Linked DNA regions of Mus musculus: regions 1, 3, 4, 5 and 6 are each linked to region 2. The links are chromatin contacts, called in public HiChIP or PLAC-seq, Micro-C and promoter capture Hi-C maps. All regions are on one chromosome and are shown on one strand. Each heading gives the region's core, a stretch centred on a gene start, on an enhancer-like site or on the middle of the called end of the contact. The rest is flanking DNA. Distances are from core to core; before and after follow the strand shown.

What was found. Promoter capture Hi-C pulls out the DNA fragments that hold promoters and counts their contacts. HiChIP or PLAC-seq counts read pairs in DNA pulled down with a chosen protein or histone mark. Hi-C and Micro-C count contacts between places; a contact is called where the count stands out from the background.
Region 1: an HNF4G HiChIP or PLAC-seq map of pancreatic cancer cells shows a contact between it and region 2. The contact joins the promoter of Cfap58 here to the promoter of Sh3pxd2a in region 2. A contact is called at or near these places in 6 of 39 promoter capture datasets (the 3T3-L1 cell line, the C10 cell line, cranial neural crest and 2 more), 1 of 115 datasets of contacts at active chromatin or transcription factors (pancreatic cancer cells) and 1 of 9 other capture datasets (adipose tissue).
Region 3: a contact with region 2 is called in a Micro-C map of embryonic stem cells, with 1.7 times the contacts expected there. The contact joins the promoter of Neurl1a here to the promoter of Sh3pxd2a in region 2. A contact is called at or near these places in 8 of 39 promoter capture datasets (the 3T3-L1 cell line, the C10 cell line, cranial neural crest and 3 more), 1 of 15 datasets of contacts at CTCF or cohesin (embryonic stem cells), 5 of 484 Hi-C or Micro-C datasets (the C10 cell line, embryonic fibroblasts and embryonic stem cells), 3 of 115 datasets of contacts at active chromatin or transcription factors (embryonic stem cells, microglia and pancreatic cancer cells) and 1 of 9 other capture datasets (macrophages).
Region 4: a CTCF HiChIP or PLAC-seq map of the NIH/3T3 cell line shows a contact between it and region 2, with 6 read pairs. The contact joins the promoter of Gsto2 here to the promoter of Sh3pxd2a in region 2. A contact is called at or near these places in 7 of 39 promoter capture datasets (the 3T3-L1 cell line, the C10 cell line, cranial neural crest and 3 more), 1 of 15 datasets of contacts at CTCF or cohesin (the NIH/3T3 cell line), 4 of 115 datasets of contacts at active chromatin or transcription factors (the NIH/3T3 cell line, embryonic forebrain, embryonic hindbrain and 1 more) and 2 of 9 other capture datasets (adipose tissue and liver).
Region 5: an H3K4me3 HiChIP or PLAC-seq map of embryonic stem cells shows a contact between it and region 2, with 2.7 times the contacts expected there. The contact joins the enhancer-like site here to the promoter of Sh3pxd2a in region 2. A contact is called at or near these places in 6 of 39 promoter capture datasets (HPC-7-derived erythroid cells, cranial neural crest, hematopoietic stem and progenitor cells and 3 more), 2 of 115 datasets of contacts at active chromatin or transcription factors (embryonic basal ganglia and embryonic stem cells) and 1 of 9 other capture datasets (liver).
Region 6: a contact with region 2 is called in a promoter capture Hi-C map of the C10 cell line, with 2.0 times the contacts expected there. The contact joins the promoter of Calhm2 here to the promoter of Sh3pxd2a in region 2. A contact is called at or near these places in 6 of 39 promoter capture datasets (the C10 cell line, cranial neural crest, liver and 1 more), 2 of 484 Hi-C or Micro-C datasets (B cells and embryonic stem cells), 1 of 115 datasets of contacts at active chromatin or transcription factors (microglia) and 1 of 9 other capture datasets (pancreatic islet).

What each region holds. Positions count from the first base shown.
Region 1 is chr19:47,936,455-47,939,165 of GRCm38.p6, forward strand. It overlaps Cfap58 (cilia and flagella associated protein 58), which reads left to right and starts at 1,258. Exons shown (of 18, transcript NM_001163267.1): 1 at 1,258-1,382. The coding sequence starts at 1,374.
Region 2 is chr19:47,463,145-47,465,923 of GRCm38.p6, forward strand. Sh3pxd2a (SH3 and PX domains 2A) reads right to left here and starts at 1,267. Exons shown (of 15, transcript NM_008018.4): 1 at 920-1,267. The coding sequence starts at 991.
Region 3 is chr19:47,177,473-47,180,244 of GRCm38.p6, forward strand. It overlaps Neurl1a (neuralized E3 ubiquitin protein ligase 1A), which reads left to right and starts at 1,348. Exons shown (of 6, transcript NM_021360.4): 1 at 1,348-2,079. The coding sequence starts at 1,995.
Region 4 is chr19:47,864,437-47,867,224 of GRCm38.p6, forward strand. It overlaps Gsto2 (glutathione S-transferase omega 2), which reads left to right and starts at 1,358. Exons shown (of 9, transcript NM_026619.2): 1 at 1,358-1,493. Gsto1 (glutathione S-transferase omega 1) reads left to right here. Exons shown (of 6, transcript NM_010362.3): 6 at 1-354. The coding sequence ends at 14.
Region 5 is chr19:47,788,315-47,791,200 of GRCm38.p6, forward strand. It overlaps Cfap43 (cilia and flagella associated protein 43), which reads right to left. Exons shown (of 38, transcript NM_027559.2): 13 at 1-138. Among named protein-coding and RNA genes, the nearest start is that of Mir8090, 35 kb to the left of the region's middle. Within about 2 kb of position 1,532, at least 6 of the 459 cell types and tissues checked have an H3K27ac peak or open chromatin away from gene starts, as enhancers often do. A contact at or near this core is called in embryonic stem cells, where this site is marked.
Region 6 is chr19:47,137,014-47,139,785 of GRCm38.p6, forward strand. It overlaps Calhm2 (calcium homeostasis modulator family member 2), which reads right to left and starts at 1,281. Exons shown (of 3, transcript NM_133746.5): 1 at 892-1,281.

The sequences.
Region 1 (2,711 bases), core at 8-2,507, 470 kb after region 2:
AGGGATAAAAATGTTGGCAAAGGTTATGAACAGGGAAGCTCACAGAAGGGAGGCCCAGAGCAGCTCGTGTTCATAGGAAGAAAAATGCTCAATTTCTTCAGTGGAGGAAGCGAAAGTAAAAGCAAAATGTGCCTCTGCTTCTTCCAGCCCATTGACAGAATTTGAAAATTGCCTAATTAGATGAACTAATGTTTGTCTAGCCCTTGCTTGATGCTCAGTAAACGCCGGATGGGTGCAGAACCTGGGACATTCGCTGTGGTACAACATATATAGGGCAGTGCCATTAAGGGATTGCACCTTTGCTGTTGGAAAGCAGAGTCCACTTTTAGGCAGGAAAAGGTACACGCTTCGGATAGTCACGTGGTCACTGCGTCTTAGGTTCACGAGTTGCTACGGAACAGAGCTTTTGCCTATGTGTAGTGGGTGAAGTGGAAGAATACATCTTACAATAGGGACATGGAAAAGGAGAGGAGAGGTTGTCTTAGCCCCAGTGGCCCTTCGGTGAGATTTCTTTTGCAGAACACACATGCGTGTTCTAATATGATGTCCCCTAGGATTCCCCTATGCACAACCTCGCTCATCAATATCTCCTACAGGGGAATTTATATATAGGTCCGTAAAATGCACACCAGTCAACAATGGCTATGGTGGTGATTGGTGAATTGGAGGCAGCCTTGTTATTCAACATTTGAGGAAGGAAATGACATGTGTCGGGTCTTCAATTTGAAATGCCAAGCAGAAGTCTGAAGCAACGGACACCAGTGCAATAAAATTAGGCCCTAGAAAAGAACGCTGCCCAGTGAGAAAAGAACATATTTCTAACGTTCATTAGCAAACTAATAAAAACACACGAGAAAATGGGATTGATTTTTTTTAAAAATACATATCTGAGCACACAAGCACTTATTAACAATCTTTGTGGCTGAATTTGAGGGTTGGGAAATAGGGCTAGCGATAAAGAGAAAGAAAACCACATTTCACGAACAAGACTGATTATCCATCCCAGCTCTATGCATTCACAGTGCACTGGTTTCTTGAGTCTGGGGATTCTGCTATGCCTCTCAGGGGCACGGTTCCTTGGCTCCATCCCCTTCAGGATATATTTGCATATTTCTCTGCGGACCACTGCCGGGTACCGACCTACGGGGCTCCGCCCCTTTCGAACCTGTGCTTTGCCTCAGCGGCAGGGGGCGTGGCGGTTGCCAGGCGACCGAAGACGCACCGAGCGCCGGATTTCGGCGCCCGGGCTGGCGATCAGAAAAACGTGTCGCCCTTTTAGACACTGGGGGCAGTGCACAGCCCCTTCTCCAGACTCCAGCCCAGTTTTCTGATCTCCTCGGCAGCCTTTGAGGCCGCCTCCAAACAGCGTCAGGATGACGGAGGTCAGGAGTCAGAGCCCCTCTTTTTCTCCTTGGTTCTCTTCCTGTCATCTCTTTCCTACTGGAACTCATCCTTTGTTACACTCACTAATTCTGATCCTCCTTCACAAGCACCCCTGCTATATGCATCCTCACGCTTTTTCTCTCGTGGCTCTGTCCCACCTCTCCTCTCTTCATGAATTCGCAGACCGTGACTGGCAGTCTGAACTGCGGGCGATTACTGATACCGCAGCAGAGATGTTATTGAAAATGTCTCATTGTTACTTTCCTCATTAACCTCTCCACCTGTCGCGCCCTGATCCCCTAACACATGATCACCAGCTGTCACACTTTCATCACGGCCCTCCAGCTCATTGTCATTGCCCTGTGCTCTCATTGACCCCGTGTTAACATCCCGCAGCCCCGTCTCTCGCCTGTGTTACTGGACACTTCATCTTCAGCTGCACTGATGAGGGCTGACTTCTGCATCCTTCAGTAACCTGTCTGTCCATTAGCCCTCTCATCTATAACCTCGACAGCCCTACATCCTTGCCATCACTTGACATGCAGAGTTCTCATTTATCTTGGTCTTACTTAAATTCTTCACCGATCTATCAGAGTGCACCCGCACCTTACCTATTATATACCATTTCCAGCCAGTATCAGCTGTATAATCTGTGAGTTCCAGAGTAAAATGAAAAGCTTTTTAAAATTACTAAGACTTTTAAGCTGTGACAGCAGAGAATTTAACCAAGGTAGAAGTCTTCTGAGTACTAAGTCTTGAGTGAGTGACTGGGCCCACACCCATGAAACCAGCCCCGGTCCCAACATCTCCTAGCACAACCGTGCCCCGCCCAATTGCTTCTTGTCCTCTCTCTGCCTTTGCATCTCCTCACCATTCCATCTCCTCCACCTCAACTCTGCCTTTGTAAGCTCCACCCCCATCGTTCCTTATCCCCCCACACTGTCCCTGCTCCCAGTTGCCATCACTCAGTGTCCCGGGAGACTGTGGTCACATCACCGCTCCCCACTACCTGGTCTCTTTCATGACTCTTCACTTCCCATCTTCGCTTCTTGGTTCTGCTTGCTCTCATTTTTATTCCTCATTCTTTTGCTTTGCTTTGTGTTTTCTCTGGTTCTCACTGTCCTCTTCTCAGTTCATTGTTCTTCATTCTCCATGTTTTCCTCCCTGGAAAACTTGTTGTCTGCAGGACAAGCTGATGACCTGCAGAGCCCAGAGCACTTGGCGGCATGTGGCAGACATTCTAGGTAGATGAATGGTGGAATGTCACAGTTCCTCGTAGCACTTCATGTTGATCTCCCTGTAAATACCCACTTGGCCACAATGTAGAA
Region 2 (2,779 bases), core at 17-2,516:
ATTTGCAAATAAGAGGCTGCCCTTACTGTCTCCATGTTTTCTGTGTTTTGGGTTCTTTACTGTGAGTCTCTTCTATCTCCAGGAGCAGAGCTCGGCAAGTCATCCTAAAGCAACAAGGACACAATGTTTACTTCCAAAGGTGTAAAGGACTGGGAGACAGGACCGGCTGAGATGAAAGAGTACTGTCACACACTCTGAAGCCCAGCTGGTCAACCTTAGCCTCTTCTCATTAAGTTTGGGTAAAGAAGGGGGAGGGGCGGCGGGCCAGTCAACCGTGCCTCGGAGACCACAGACCACATTTGCCTACTCGTGTCTGGAGTCAGAGCATCACTTACACGAGGAAATGACCCCAGCGAAGGGTCACGTCCAGAGGAGGGATAAAAGGAAAAGCCACAATTCTCCTCACACCGCGGAACACAATGGTTTTAAGAAGGAAATCAAAGCTTGAAACGAAGAGTGGAGGGGGCAGGGGGCAAAGCGCTTCCTCTGTCCCCAGCCGGTGCAGGCAGAACAGCAAACGTGGAAAGCAGAAAGAGAAGTGTGGGTCTCCGGTCAAAGCAACGGAAAGCATTCCGGGCCGAATGAGCGTGAGTGCCCGGCTCCCCTAGGGAGCGCGGCAAAGATGCTCCTTCCCAAAGGAACTAAATGCTCTGCAAGGGGCTGACGAAAGCTTCCCCCACCAACCATCCTAGCAGCGGGCGGACACATGACTTCACCGTTGTAACAGACAAGGGCAGCCACTTGCCAATTGCAATGCCAAAAAAAGAAACCCGGGACAGGGGAGTGGAAGAAGGGCAGAAAAGGCTTCCCTAGAGATCACAGCCCTGCGAACAAACTCTGGAGTCAAAGGCTGCCCCTGGGGGCGTGAATCTCCGGGACTGGCCAGCCCCCCGCCGGGGTCGGTGGAAGCAGTACTCACATAGTGTTTAGAGGGGCTCCTCCGCTTCTCCACGTCCACCACGGTGGCATCTTGCACGCAGTAGGCGAGCATCGTCCCCACAAAGCGAGTGGCGCCCCCCGGCGGCGTCACCTTCTCATCCCGGCCGGGTTCCGGCTCCTTCTCCGGTTGCCCCGGTTCCTGCAGTTACACGCCACCCCTGCCCCACGCGCTACTCGCCGCCGAGGCTCCGGGCGCCTACAGCTGAGGCTCCGGGGCAGGCGACTGTCCCGGAGGGCACGAGGGCTCCGTGCGTCCCAGGCTGCTCCCGTGGGCCTGCCGCGCGCCCCTTCCCTCCCGCGCCGCCGCGCTCCGCTCGCCTGCCCGCTCTCTCTGCCGCTCGGTGGGGCCGGCGGGAACTGGCGGCGCAGAGGAGGGCTGGGGGTGTGTCCCGCCAGCGAGGGCACGGGGCGGGGGCCGGGCCTGCTGTCAGCGCGCCGGGGAGGGGCCGGCGGCGCCCCTGGGCCGCGCTCGGGCTCCTGGGGGCTCGGCGCTGGCCGGCGCTGTGGGCGCAGGAGGCGGAGGCAGGGCGAGCAGGGAAGGGAGGGGAGGGGAAGGGAGGGGAGCGCGGCGAGGGGAAGCGCGGGGAGGGGCTCCGGGCCGGGGGAGGGGCTCGGACGGACGGCGAGGGGCTCAGCCCTGCGAGGCCTGGAAGGGCTACTCTACCCAGTCCCCAAACTCAGGGTAGCTTTGGAGAAAGGAGGCTCAGCGAAAGTGAGCCCAGCGCGCCCCCATCCTGGCTTTCGGTCTCCCAGAGGATCTGTGACCACCTTTCTGTCCCTTGTACCACTGCCATCTCCCCAGATCTCTTTAAGGAAAAGTAGTTTATTACAGCCTGTTACTGCCTACAGCTCCCTCCAAGAGAAGACCCGGACGGGAGAAGAGAGCAGCATTAAATCTTTCAAGCCAGCCTTCTTTTGATGAACCACCTGCCCCCCTGCAGGTCACCACGGGTGAATTCTCCCCGGAAATGGGATCTATTGATCTGCTGCTGCCTCCATCATCGATCAGTGCCTGTGTAACTAACCTGCGACAACATTTCCCAATGACAAGGTTACAGACACCACTTTAGCCTTAAGTCCGGGCTCCCCCGGGACTCTCCCAGGGCTGGCAACCGGCGGAGGAGCACACAATGGTGGGAAAAATCCACTGGGTTGGGAACCAGATCGTCTTTAGCTCCAGGCTCAGGCTTCCTCGCCATCACTCCTTCTAGTCTGGAAAGCTGACTTTCCAAGTCGCTTGCCCATCTCTGGTCTTGGAGCTCAACTTTACTTTAATTCAACTTAACACACACACACCGATTTCATCTTTTTTTTCCTGTTCTACTTTCAAATATTTAACGGAGTAGGTGTTTTCAAAACGAATCCAATTGTTTCACAATACAGTAATGTTTTGTGTTTTGTGCTTGCGTCTAGTGGAAAGCATCCGAAATGTGGGCAAAGGATTTAGTGACTTTTTTCCCCCTTGTCAGAAGCCCTGGGCCACTCTGAGACTTCTGCATTTTCTTCAGGAAGAGCACTGGCGGAGGGGGCTGGAGAAAAGACAGCTCTGAGTCCAGTTCCCCAATGATTCACAACCACCCATAACTCACGGGATCAGACGCCCTCTTCTGACCTCTTTGGGCACCCAGCGTGGTGCACATACATACACGCAGGCAAAACACTTATACACATAAAAGTTTAAAGAGTGCCGGTGAGCACACATGACTACCAGAGTTTAGATTCCTCAGTACTAAGGTAAAAGCCAGGTGTGGCCACGAGCCTGTGACCTTAGCACTATATGGGACAGAGTTAGGACGAGGATTCCAGGTCTTGATGGCCAGCCAGCTAGCTCAGAAACAAT
Region 3 (2,772 bases), core at 98-2,597, 290 kb before region 2:
CCTGGTTGTCTTTCTCCTCAAACACCAGAGCATACCTTTCACAGGTATTTCTAGCTTGCCTGGAGTCTCTGAAACTTAAGGATATAACATGTGCAATCAGAGGAGAGTAAAAGGCAGGACAGGGGGCTAAAGGGGATCAGAGATGATGTCTAAAGATCACAGTAGGATTTTACTGCTGGCAGGCATGGGGATCCATTCACTGTACAAATACTTCTGAGAATCCGCATGTCCCTGCCCTGGGAGCTAGAACACTGTGAGGAAAGTGGCTGGCCGACTCTCCCCTCAGCAAGCTTATTCTCTATCAAGAGAAGCCGAATCTAACCAAGCAGAAAAGGCTACTTTTAGGCAAAGTCATATAAAAGCCACGAAGAGAATGGGATGACCCTATGGAGAATGATAGAGAGAGGCAGAGATGCTTAGCTGGGGTGGTCAGGAAAGAGCTGTGCCTACACATTGAGGATGGGTCCTATGGAGAAACTTCCAGAAAAGGATGGAGGAGATGTCTGTGTCCCACTCATGACCCAGGGCTCACTCTGGATCCGAGTTGGGAAAGTCCGGTTAGAGTGAGCGATGGCCCCGAGAAGCAGCAAGGCTGATGAAGGTGTGAGATGGACAGACGGACTGTCTTCTCCCCCATGATACACTGGGAGAAATAACCGCCCCAGATCCAAGATGACTTCCTGGTCCCTCCTGCAGGTAGCAGTGCTGAGCTACACAGATGGAAGAGTCACGTGAACAGGACATTTACAGACTGCCCCCTTCCTCGAGGAAGCCACCTTGGTCTACTATAGGCTATAGCACCCCCTCTATCCCTTCCCCAATCTCTTAGTTTTCCAGCTGACAGAATAATTCAACTTGGAACCGATATCTCTCTCATGGTTTGTACCTGAGCTGGGTCCCATCGGCTTGCTTCTGGTCTTGTGGTTCTCCGTTCTTGAACATGCAAAGGATGTTTGAACAGTCAGGAAATGGTCTGACTGGGGTTCTGATTGGAAGTTCCAACTACAGCGAAGGGGAGGTGACTGTATTCCTGATCTCAATTGTCTTAATTCATTATCCACTCACTCCTGAGCGTTTTAACACGTGCCAGGCCCTGAATCCCGTGCTAGGGAGCCTCCATTAGGGCTACCTCGCCACGCCCTGGCTCCGGGGCTCCCAGCGTTGTGGCGGTCCTCTTCCTCTTGTTTTCAGGTTCTATGTCCCAGGACAGGGAGACGCTCAACCTCCGAAGCTCCCATCTATTCCTGACGTCAGGTCCGGAGCAGTGCCGCCCCCAACCCTGGGTCCCGCGCGCCTTCGAGAACTTATAGCCAGCGGGAACGCGGCGCGCCCCGAGACCCACATCTGGCAGAGCGGGCGCGCGCGTGTCACTAAGACGCTCATTAACCTGCGCAGCTGTCGCCATAACAACCGGAGCCCCGGAGTCCTGGCGACGCTAGGGCGGGGGTTGGGGGCGGCGGCCTCGGGAGGGACCTGGCGGGAGCGGGGGCGGTCCACACGAGCCGGGCGCTGCAAGCTCACCCGCGGGCGGGAGGGCGCCACGCACGTCGCCGCGGCCGTCCCCGCGGGCGGGGACCGAGCCCGCCGACGAGCCTCCGAGCAGCCGCGCGCCGAGCCCCGACTCTATGGCCCGCGGGGAGCGCGCCGCCGCTGCGCCGCCCACCCGCAGCCGGAATCCGAGCTCCAGCACCAGGCAGAGCGCAGCGGCTCGCGCCGCGGGCCGGGGCCCAGGGGCCGGGCCGCCCCGGGCGCGGGGCATGGGAGCCCGGTAGCCGGGTGGCGCGAGGACCCCCACGGCGGGCAGGACCCGCCGAGCGAAGACCGCCAAGCCCAGGGAGAGCCGGAGACAGCAAACCGCCCGCCCCCGGTCGCAGCCCCGCCAGGGCCCTCCCCTGGCAGCGCGCACCCGCGCGCGCACACACTTGCACACCTTTCCTCCGCTCCTGCCCAGCCTTGCCTGGCTCCCGCCGGAGCACCCCCGGGGGGCCGATGCCATGGGTAACAACTTCTCCAGTGTCTCCTCTCTGCAGCGAGGAAACCCGAGCCGCGCGTCGCGGGGCCACCCCCAGAACCTCAAAGGTAGGCTTCGCTGACCGGGGAGCAATTGCAGGGAGGGTTGCGGCGCAGGTGGAGTGGTGGGCAGGGGTGCGGTTGGGGACGACCGGCAGGTGCCACCTGTTGTGTGCATTTGGAGGGCGGGAGAGGCGCTTCTGACAGTGGAGGTGGGCTGTGGTGGCAGCTGACCGGTGCTGATGGTGGAGATGAGGGAGGATGGCGGTCGGTGGGGGTCTGCGCAATTCTCCTTATCTGCCCTGGCAACGTCACTGGAGTCCCCTCCAGTGATGCTAAGCGGTGAGAAGAGGTGGGAAAAACATTTGCCGGCTGGATAGGGCAGTGTGGAGGGAAACCTAGGTTTTTCCAGATGAGCCTCCCAAGAGAGTCATTGTGGTCTTTTTTGCATTTGCCTAGGGCTGGGGGAGATCCCGCTGGAAGCACTAGTTGCATTTCCAAGCAGAGGGTCTTAGAGATTCAGGACTAGAAGGGCAGACGCGTGCTCCCGGGGTCTTTGCAAGTGGGTGATCTTTTGCACCGTCTGAGTCAGGTTGTTTGGTTTTGTTTGTTTATTTGTTTGTTTGTTTGTTTTGTGCATCCAAAGACAAAGTATCTGGTCTGAACCCTAGAAAGAGGGGAAGGGAGCTTCCAAACAGATGGAACGTTATCGGGAGGGTTTGCTGTCTATGGCCCATCCAGCACCCTCTGGGGGAGGCCCGA
Region 4 (2,788 bases), core at 108-2,607, 400 kb after region 2:
ATTATGGGCTCTGAAGGGCAAGAGCCCTCAGCAAATGCTGTTTCCCCTCACTGATTGAATATCATGCTTATTTTGTCCAGTATTCTCACTGGCTCCTTTCTCATAATTTGACCTTCTGGCCTAAGCGGTGCCCCCCAGGGCCCCACTCCTGTATTTCTATTTCAGAACAATCTGATCTAATGGTCCTAACAGTCTTCACTGCCATCCCCAAGGCCATCACCTCTGGTTTGATACAGACATCTAGATTTGGATATCAAGAAAAATGTCAAGTTTTTGATTACTCATGTCTGAAAACTGTGATTTCCCCATACTTTCCATCATTAAATCTCTTATTCCTCTTGTGAGCATCGAAAACTGAGTCCAAACCACCTCAGGTCAACATGACTGGGGTAGCCTCTTGCTTGAGCTCTCAGTTCCTAATTTCTTAAAAAATGTGTGTGTGTGTGTGTGTGTGTGTGCGTGCACGGGATCCCTTGGAGCTGGTGATACCGGCAGAGGCTGTGGGGTGATAGGAAACGAATCTCCCTTCTGGAAGAGCAGCAAACAACCACCAAACGATCTCACTAGCTCCTACTTCTAGCCCTTTCAAATCCTTCCTTCCAAACAAGGCAGATATAGTTCTGTCTTCTATAGGTGTGCCACATGCAATACCGTTAAAATCACACTAGCCAGTTCAGTATATAAGACTGAATAAGTAATGGATGAAATCTCCCAATGGGAAAGGTTAATCTTAATACTTCTATCACTTCCATAAGACAGGTAGTCTGGGAACCTCACTCCATTCTAGGGATGGTGAGTCTGGTCCAGATGTTAAGTGAGGTCTTAAGATGTTGGCAGAAGGATCTGGAGGACAATGAATGCCCTTAAGAATGGCAACCCACCGACCGCCAGGTTTTCTGTAGTTGTTTTCTGGCTTGCCTGCGACAACCACGGGGGTGATTCGTTAAGGGCGCCAAAACTGGCAAAGCTCAGCGCCGCATTTAGGGTTTAGCTTCACGGTGATGGGGGGCCCGCACCCTGGGGAGGCAGGGATTGGCTGACTTCACAAACGGGACAACTAGCGTCCTACTCCGAGCGGAGCCATCTGTGCCGCCGGCCCCCAGCCCCCGGGCAGGCCCTGGCGGTTCCTCGCGGATTCCCAGTAGGATGTGAGACCAGCGGCTGAGAGGAACCGCCTGCTACCGACTTCCTCTTTAGGTAGCCATAGATTTCCGGCCTGACCCTCGTTTCTCGAGCAAGCTGCTATAACGCGGTCGCCTATTGGCTCGCTCTTCCAGACGAGCCAGGTATTGGCTGGAGCGCAGGGCTCGGCGGCCAATTGCGGGGTAGCACCGTGAGAAGGGGCGGGCCCGCCTCCGCGTCGGCCGCCGGGCGTCCCAACTCCGGGTTGGAGCCATAGCCGCCCGAAGGTTGCTCTGAGATGCTTTTTCTGCCACCGCCACTGGGGGGTTCGGCCTCACCTGCGCTGTGTCGGAAGGGAAAAGGATTTTGAGGTCAATTCTGAACTTTGGGGGACTTGTAAAATCTGGGCTTTTCAGAATAGGATCGCCAACTTTTAATTTTGCAGTTACATTTTAAAAGAAAACCCAAATGTTTAACCATAGCTAATGTTTCTTTCTTTTTCTTTTTATAAAAAATTTCACTAAAAATGTGTAAGGGAGCCTAGAATATAGCAATAGGGTAAAGAAATCGTAAGGAAGAAAGAATAGTCAATAGTTTTAGATTATTGAGTTTTCTTTAAGCCAGAAACCTGTCATTGAAATTAATTTTCCAGTTTGGACGAAGACAGGCACGCAGAGTTCCACAGATCTGGAGTTTCGTACCTCAGTTCGGCTTAACTAGTTGATGACACAGACAGGCAGGAGAATTTCGTTTCTGAGACTGCCTGTCTTTTGAAGGCTACGAAAATCGTCCCTGCTACGTTCAAATAATAGTAATCACAATAACAGCTAATGTTAAGTCCTTGCTAGATGACAGACACATGCTAAGTATTAGATGCTTGCCATACTGATCCTAATAACACTTCCCTAAACCACATGGTACTCTTACCTCCGCATTACAGATTAGAACGCCAGTGTGTTAGAAAATCAGGGTTGTTGGAGCTTTTGATTATTAGCCCAAAGTAACCCAGCTACTAAAAGGTGGAGCGATTCAAATGTAGCCTATGTTTGTTGTAAAAAAGACTGCTCTTTAGATAAGTTTATATATCTATAAAGTTCCTTTTCCTAAGAGCTCTTACATTTAGAGATTAAGCCAAGACAGAATAATATCATCTGTTATCAATGGATTCCACATCATTCCAATTTAATTAGACTAGAAAAGAAAAATTACATCCGAACTGAGTATATTCAGACTTCTCATGTCAGTATCCCCTAAGCAATGCAGTGTAACAACGTTTACCTTGTGTTGGCTATTCTAAGTCATCTAGAGGTGGTTTGATGTGTCTAGGAGTGTGTGGGTAGGTGAGTTGCAAATGCTTCGCCATTTTATATAAAGTTGTTGAGCATCCGTGGAACTTGATATCCAAAAAAGGTCCTGGCAATAATTCTGGGCACGTCCCTGTCCTATCCCTATCATGGTTTGGTTTCGGCAGGCGATGTTGCTGCTTTTGCACGCGTTTACAAACTTTGATGTCAGACTCTTGAAATTTTGCTTTTTGACTATTCAAATATTATTATCAGGGTGTATAAATGTGTCACACATGTCATTAAAGACACAGGGATAAGAAAACAAGCACTTTAAAAGAAGGTCTCCTCTGACCCAGTTTTCCTGACCTGGATGGGAAGGT
Region 5 (2,886 bases), core at 282-2,781, 330 kb after region 2:
CTGGTAACATGACTGGCAGGGTGAAGTATTCCAGCCTGCTTCTGCCCATATCTGGAAGCGGGTACAACACCAGCACTTCGACCACATCTGACTCCATGACAGACACCGTGGATATCTGCAGGATGTCCTTGCCCGTCTCTGAAAGTGAATGGGGATTGACTGTGTTAAAGAGCCCTGCATCATTCTAACTAAGACAGGAGAGAGACTACTTTCCTCAAATTCTCAGCATGATCCTTTGTTAATATTGAATATTTTAAACACACACACACACACACACACACACACACACACACACAGAGTTGTATTTAAGTGTGTCAAAATGGAGACACTGCTTCACTCAGTCTTAAGTAGCAAATTTTATTGGCTGACTTTTTTTTTTTTTAAAGATTTATTTATTTATTTATTTATTTATTTATTTATTTATTTATTTATTTATTATATGTAAGTACACTGTAGCTGTCTTCAGATGCACCAGAAGAGGGCATCAGATCTCATTACAGATGGTTGTGAGCCACCATGTGGTTGCTGGGATTTGAACTTCAGACCTTCGGTAGAGCAGTCGGGTGCTCTTACCCACTGAGCCATCTCACCAGCCCATTGGCTGACTTTTACAGTGACCTGTAAGCACGAGTTATGGGACCTGTTTGATAAACTGATAGGGGAGATTTCTGATTTTCCAGCCATGTGGGTTTGGTCATGCCTATGTTCCAACAGGGATGCCTTCCGGAGCCGGCCACCTTTGTTCTTCCCACCTGTACCCTGGGTGCTCATGTCCTGGCTCCCATCTGGGCACCGGCCGGTTCCAGGGCTCTCACACTGGGTGACCTTAGACACGGATGTTCTTGGCATCATTACGTAGGTAGTGGAAATGCCCCCGATGCTGAGTCTGACCCTTGGGAAATCCTGCTCAGTGACTTGCGCTATGCCACGTTTACCTCTCACCCAACTCTGAACAGTGCTTCTGTTCCCTGCCTCCCACCAAGGCACTCTGCGGCTTGGCTTCCTTAACAAGGGAGACAGGGGCCATCTCAGAAAATCCTGGACCTTACTCTGTTTCCTCATTTCTTTCCTGTTCACTCCATCATCTCCCTCTATTTTCTAGCACTGGCAGGATGTGGGGTTCCCGTCTGTGACTTTGAGCCCATTGAGACGACACACCTCCACTCGCTGCCTTTTGTCTCCTTGTATTCTCTTTGATGTTCTCTCTTCTTCCCACAAGAGGCTGGGACCCTCCTCCTTCTCTTTGCCCTGGACAGCTGGCACACAAACCTCTCTCACTCAGGCTGAGTTTCCCATGTCATCTTGTCCAGTGCTGGCTCGGCTTTTGCACATGTGCCCTCCATGGCCCACCGGTCTCTCAGGGAACACCTGCTAACTGACCAGCGTGGCCTATGCCTGCCTGCCTGCCTGCCTGCCTGGCGGGACTCTCACCCAGTCTGTCTTTCTCGAGCTGTTTCTGGAAGGGATGATGCAGGCCCCTCACTACTTGGAACCTCCGTGGCTTTCTTCACTGCTACATACTCTGCCTGTGGTTTCGGTGAGAGCTGAGGGTTCCCAGCTTCGCCCCTCCCATCTCCAGGCCAACCTTGCTGTACAATCAATTAAAGCTTATCCCGACTAGCTTAAGAAAAATTGCGATTCAGATTATGGTTTTTGTTTTGTTTTGTTTTTTCGAGACAGGGTTTCTCTGTGTAGCCTTGGCTGTCCTGGAACTCACTGTGTAGACCAGGCTGGCCTCAAACTCAGAAATCCGCCTGCCTCTGCCTCCCGAGTGCTGAGATTAAAGGCGTGCGCCACCACCGCCCCGGCTGTTTGTTTTTGTTTTTGTTTTTAAATTTGGCTTTGACAGTTACTGGGAGGTAACCCGTAATCTATGCTTCTAACTGCTGCCCTGGCTACCTCTCCAGTAGCCAGATACTTGCTGTTTCTCCTGCTCTCTTCTCATGGTATCTACCCTGTCCTCTCTCTTCTCTTTCTCGCTTTCTGCCCCTCTCAACTAGGTAACTAAAAAACCCTACCTGTCTCTAATTCTTCTAGTAGTTGGCTCTAGCAGTTTCTATTTAACTAATAGTTTTAAATTAGGAAAGAAGGTTTGCACAACAAAAGCTGGTGCGGGTCACCTTAAGAACTTACATCAAGGCCTAGACCCTCCCGGACAGAACTTAGCATTACAGTATATAGCAACAGGCCAACCTCCACCCAACCTCATTAGTTACAAACTGAATATTCAAGCAGCACAGCAGCCTCTCTGCTGTCAGCCCCCGGCTCTACCACATCAAGAGCCATCCAAGTTACAGACTGGGTTGCTCTTTGGCCCCAGTGAGCCGTTAGGTCACTGTCTTGACCGTGTGGAAGCCGGTGGCCCAAGAAGACACAATGTCATGGCTATCTGCCCAAATCTTCCACTTGGTTCTTATGTCAGTCCTAGGAAGCCTTGAGTTGTAGCACTAATGTGCGCACCCCATCCTGCACATGTGTTAAGGATCTGAGTCATCACTTCCCTTGGAATGTAGTCGCCTTCCATTTTTGGCACCCTCAGCTGGGACGCCTCCATCCACTCAGCTCCATCCACTCCTACCCCTTCACCTGAGGAATTACATAGCACGACATTGTTTCCTTGGCTTTCCCATGCCTCCCGCCCTGGCCCATATTCAACATTTTGTACTTAGTAAATTTTTTTAAAATAAATAAATGAATGAGTTTATAAATATATCTTGGAGAACACACACACACATTTGGGACTAAAGGTATGGAGAAAAATTAATTATTAAACAGAGGTCAGAGGTAAAAAGTTTTTAAAACTATTACGGTTGTAAGCCATCTGTTCCTCCTCTTGTAATATCAAAATGTTCGGACCTTTATCTAATTCAATAGTTGATACAAGGG
Region 6 (2,772 bases), core at 31-2,530, 330 kb before region 2:
ATTGCTTTCTCCATGCAGCAGCCTGCAGAATCTCTGCCCCAAGGAGCCACAGGTAGCTTCAGCGGGGTTTCAGGCTCGCTGTACTTATCTGCCCTCTTCTGCTTCATGACCTCAGCAGAGATGGCTCTGTGCCAGAAGAGGCCATGGCCTCAGGCTCTTTGGAAGTTTAGCCCCAATTCCCTTCCCAGACTCCACCCATACAGCCAGAGAGACAGTCAGGGTGTGGCCCCATGTCCACCCCCATCAGGAGAACAGGCACTGGGTGGGGTGGGGTGCGGTGGGGGGGACACCAAAAGAAACAGCTCTCCAAGCCAGATGAAGCCTGTGAGTGGAGAGAGGTCAGGCTGTGGAGAGAGATAGGGGAAGCCTGTGCTAAGTCTTTCTGGGTTATATTCACTTCTCTTTTCCTGTTGCCGCCTCTGCCGAGGATGCCATCTGGCACAGGCAGAGCCATGTGGGCTCTGGGAGGAGGGAGGACTGTCTGACTCCCCGGTTCAGAGCCCAGAGCTTCTAAATAATCCCACAAGGAAAGAACTTTGTCCTGTTGCTGGCCATAAACAGGCTAACAGGCAACTCCATCTTCTCCCTCCCTCCCTTCTTGGCTGCTAGGCACCCATTTGCTCCTTGGGGTGGTCTTGGGATCCTAAACCCACCCTCACATGGGGAACACAGTGCCTGACAGATAGCATAGGGATGGAGCAGAGCTGGGACCCGGCCATCCTCTGAGATTATCATGGGGGGGGGGGGGGCTCTTCCCAAGGACAGGAGACAGACAGCTGGGGGTGGGGGAAGCATCATTTCCGTGTTCTTCCCGGAGTTCCCTCCAGATAGTCTCTAGAGGCTGCCGGCTCCTTTAACAGCTGCACACTCCAGGAAAGGGCCCCTCCTTACCTAGGGCTGGTTGCAGGCCCCCGTGGCCTTGGATTCCTGATGGATTGACAGCAGTGTGGGCTCCCGCAGACACTGGGAAGGTGCTCCTGACCGCGAGGCAAAGTGGCCTCACGGGGTTCACTGCCGGCTTTGCTTTTGCACCCAGGTCCGCGTAGGATCCGGGCCCAGCGTTTGAACGCAACGCAACGGAGCTTTGGGCCCAGTTACAAACAAACTTAACTGGAGGCGTCTACAGATGAAGTGCAGGCATCTGCAGACAAATTTAACTCCAGAAAAGAGAGAGAAAGAAACAGTGGCGTGGAACTTTCTAGCCAGAGAATGGAAAAACAGCCTCCTGGCGCCAGGCAGAAGAGGGAGGGCTGCTGAGGGCGGCGCGAGGCAGAAACAGAGGAAGTGGAGAAGCGGTCTCCGATGCTGCGTCCTGTCCCAGCCCGCCTCTGGGCCCGCTGTGGCTGGCCCTACTGGCCCTGCCTTGACTCTACCCTGAGCACCCCTCGGGGGCCATCTGGGAAGGTCTAGGCAGTTGCCAGGCAGGGCCCTCAAGGAGATCTTGCCTAGGCTTGCCCTCCAGGCCAGTTAGAAGAACATCCCCCGTACTTGACACCCACCTGGCAGAAGCTGCGGGAGGAGTTCCCTGCAGAGTCAGGGGAGAGGTGGGTGTTCAGGATTGATGGTGATGCTCCAGATTGCAAACTCCTGGTCAAGACCCTGGTCCCCTCCTCCCCTCCTCTCTCTGCGCATCCTGCCTTTGCCTGTACCTGCCATCCCCAGAAGAGGACCTTCCCATCATAGTCCATCTAACTCCTAGGTACTGTCCCCATCTGGGTATCTAGAACTCCTAAGGCAGAGGCTGGTCTTAGGTAGAAATTAAAGGGAGACAGGATCTCTTAAACTGCACCGCCTGCCCCTAGAGTCGTCTCTGGGAGCTCACAAGTCATGAGTCAAGTCCACTGACAGGGAGAGTGTCAAGATGGCCTCAGTGGCTCCTAAGATTGGGAGAGATAGCCTTCACGGCCATCAGCTCTCCAGGGCTGGGACAGTGGGATTCACACTGAGCAGGGACAAGCCACACCCTCCTGAGTCTGGCTTGTCTGTGTAGCAGGGATAAATGGAGAGCAATCGGTACCCGTGCCTTTCCAAGAAGCACTTTACAGGGTGGGGGACTTGCCTGAGCTCCCACCACTCTGGAGTTAGGTCTCACCAAAGCTTCCCTCACGTCTGTTCCTCTGAGCACTTTCTGGCACCTTATCCCCTGTGGGTGCCCCACCCCACCCTGCAAGTGCACGCGTGCACACACACACACACACACACACACACACACACACACACACACACTTGGTCTGTATTCATTTGGTCCCTTTATTCGGATCTGGGGTTAAGTTCAACTTCCTGTTCCCTGTGGCACCTGGGTCCCAGCTGAGAGTGGAGGTGGGCTCTGAGATAGGCAGGCCAAGGGGCTGGAAGATGGGGCCAGGAAACAAGAAACTGTCTGCACTTCTACTTTCTTTTCTTGGACAAGACAGCAGCTAAGTATTCCTGTCCTGTCCCATCCCTTGGTCGGGTTCAGGGGAGAGGAGAGCAAGCAGTCATGAGTTCCGAAAGGAATGAGCACCTTAACCACACAGCTCCAAGTGTCTGCTGCGTGCCACACGCTTTTACGCATGGTGTGTGAGACCCCGACTTAGAATGTTTCTCCCTGGAAGGTAAAGCCCCTGGCTGTTCCCCAAGCTTGTTTTCCCTGATCTCTAAAAATACAGCCAGAAAGAAGCTCTTTGTTCTCTATAGCCAGCAAAAAGCCTTTTTGTTTCTGAGCCTTACAGCCAGAGATGCGATACTTGTAATTTTACCAAGGACATCGGCAGAGAAGAACTCTCCTCCCAA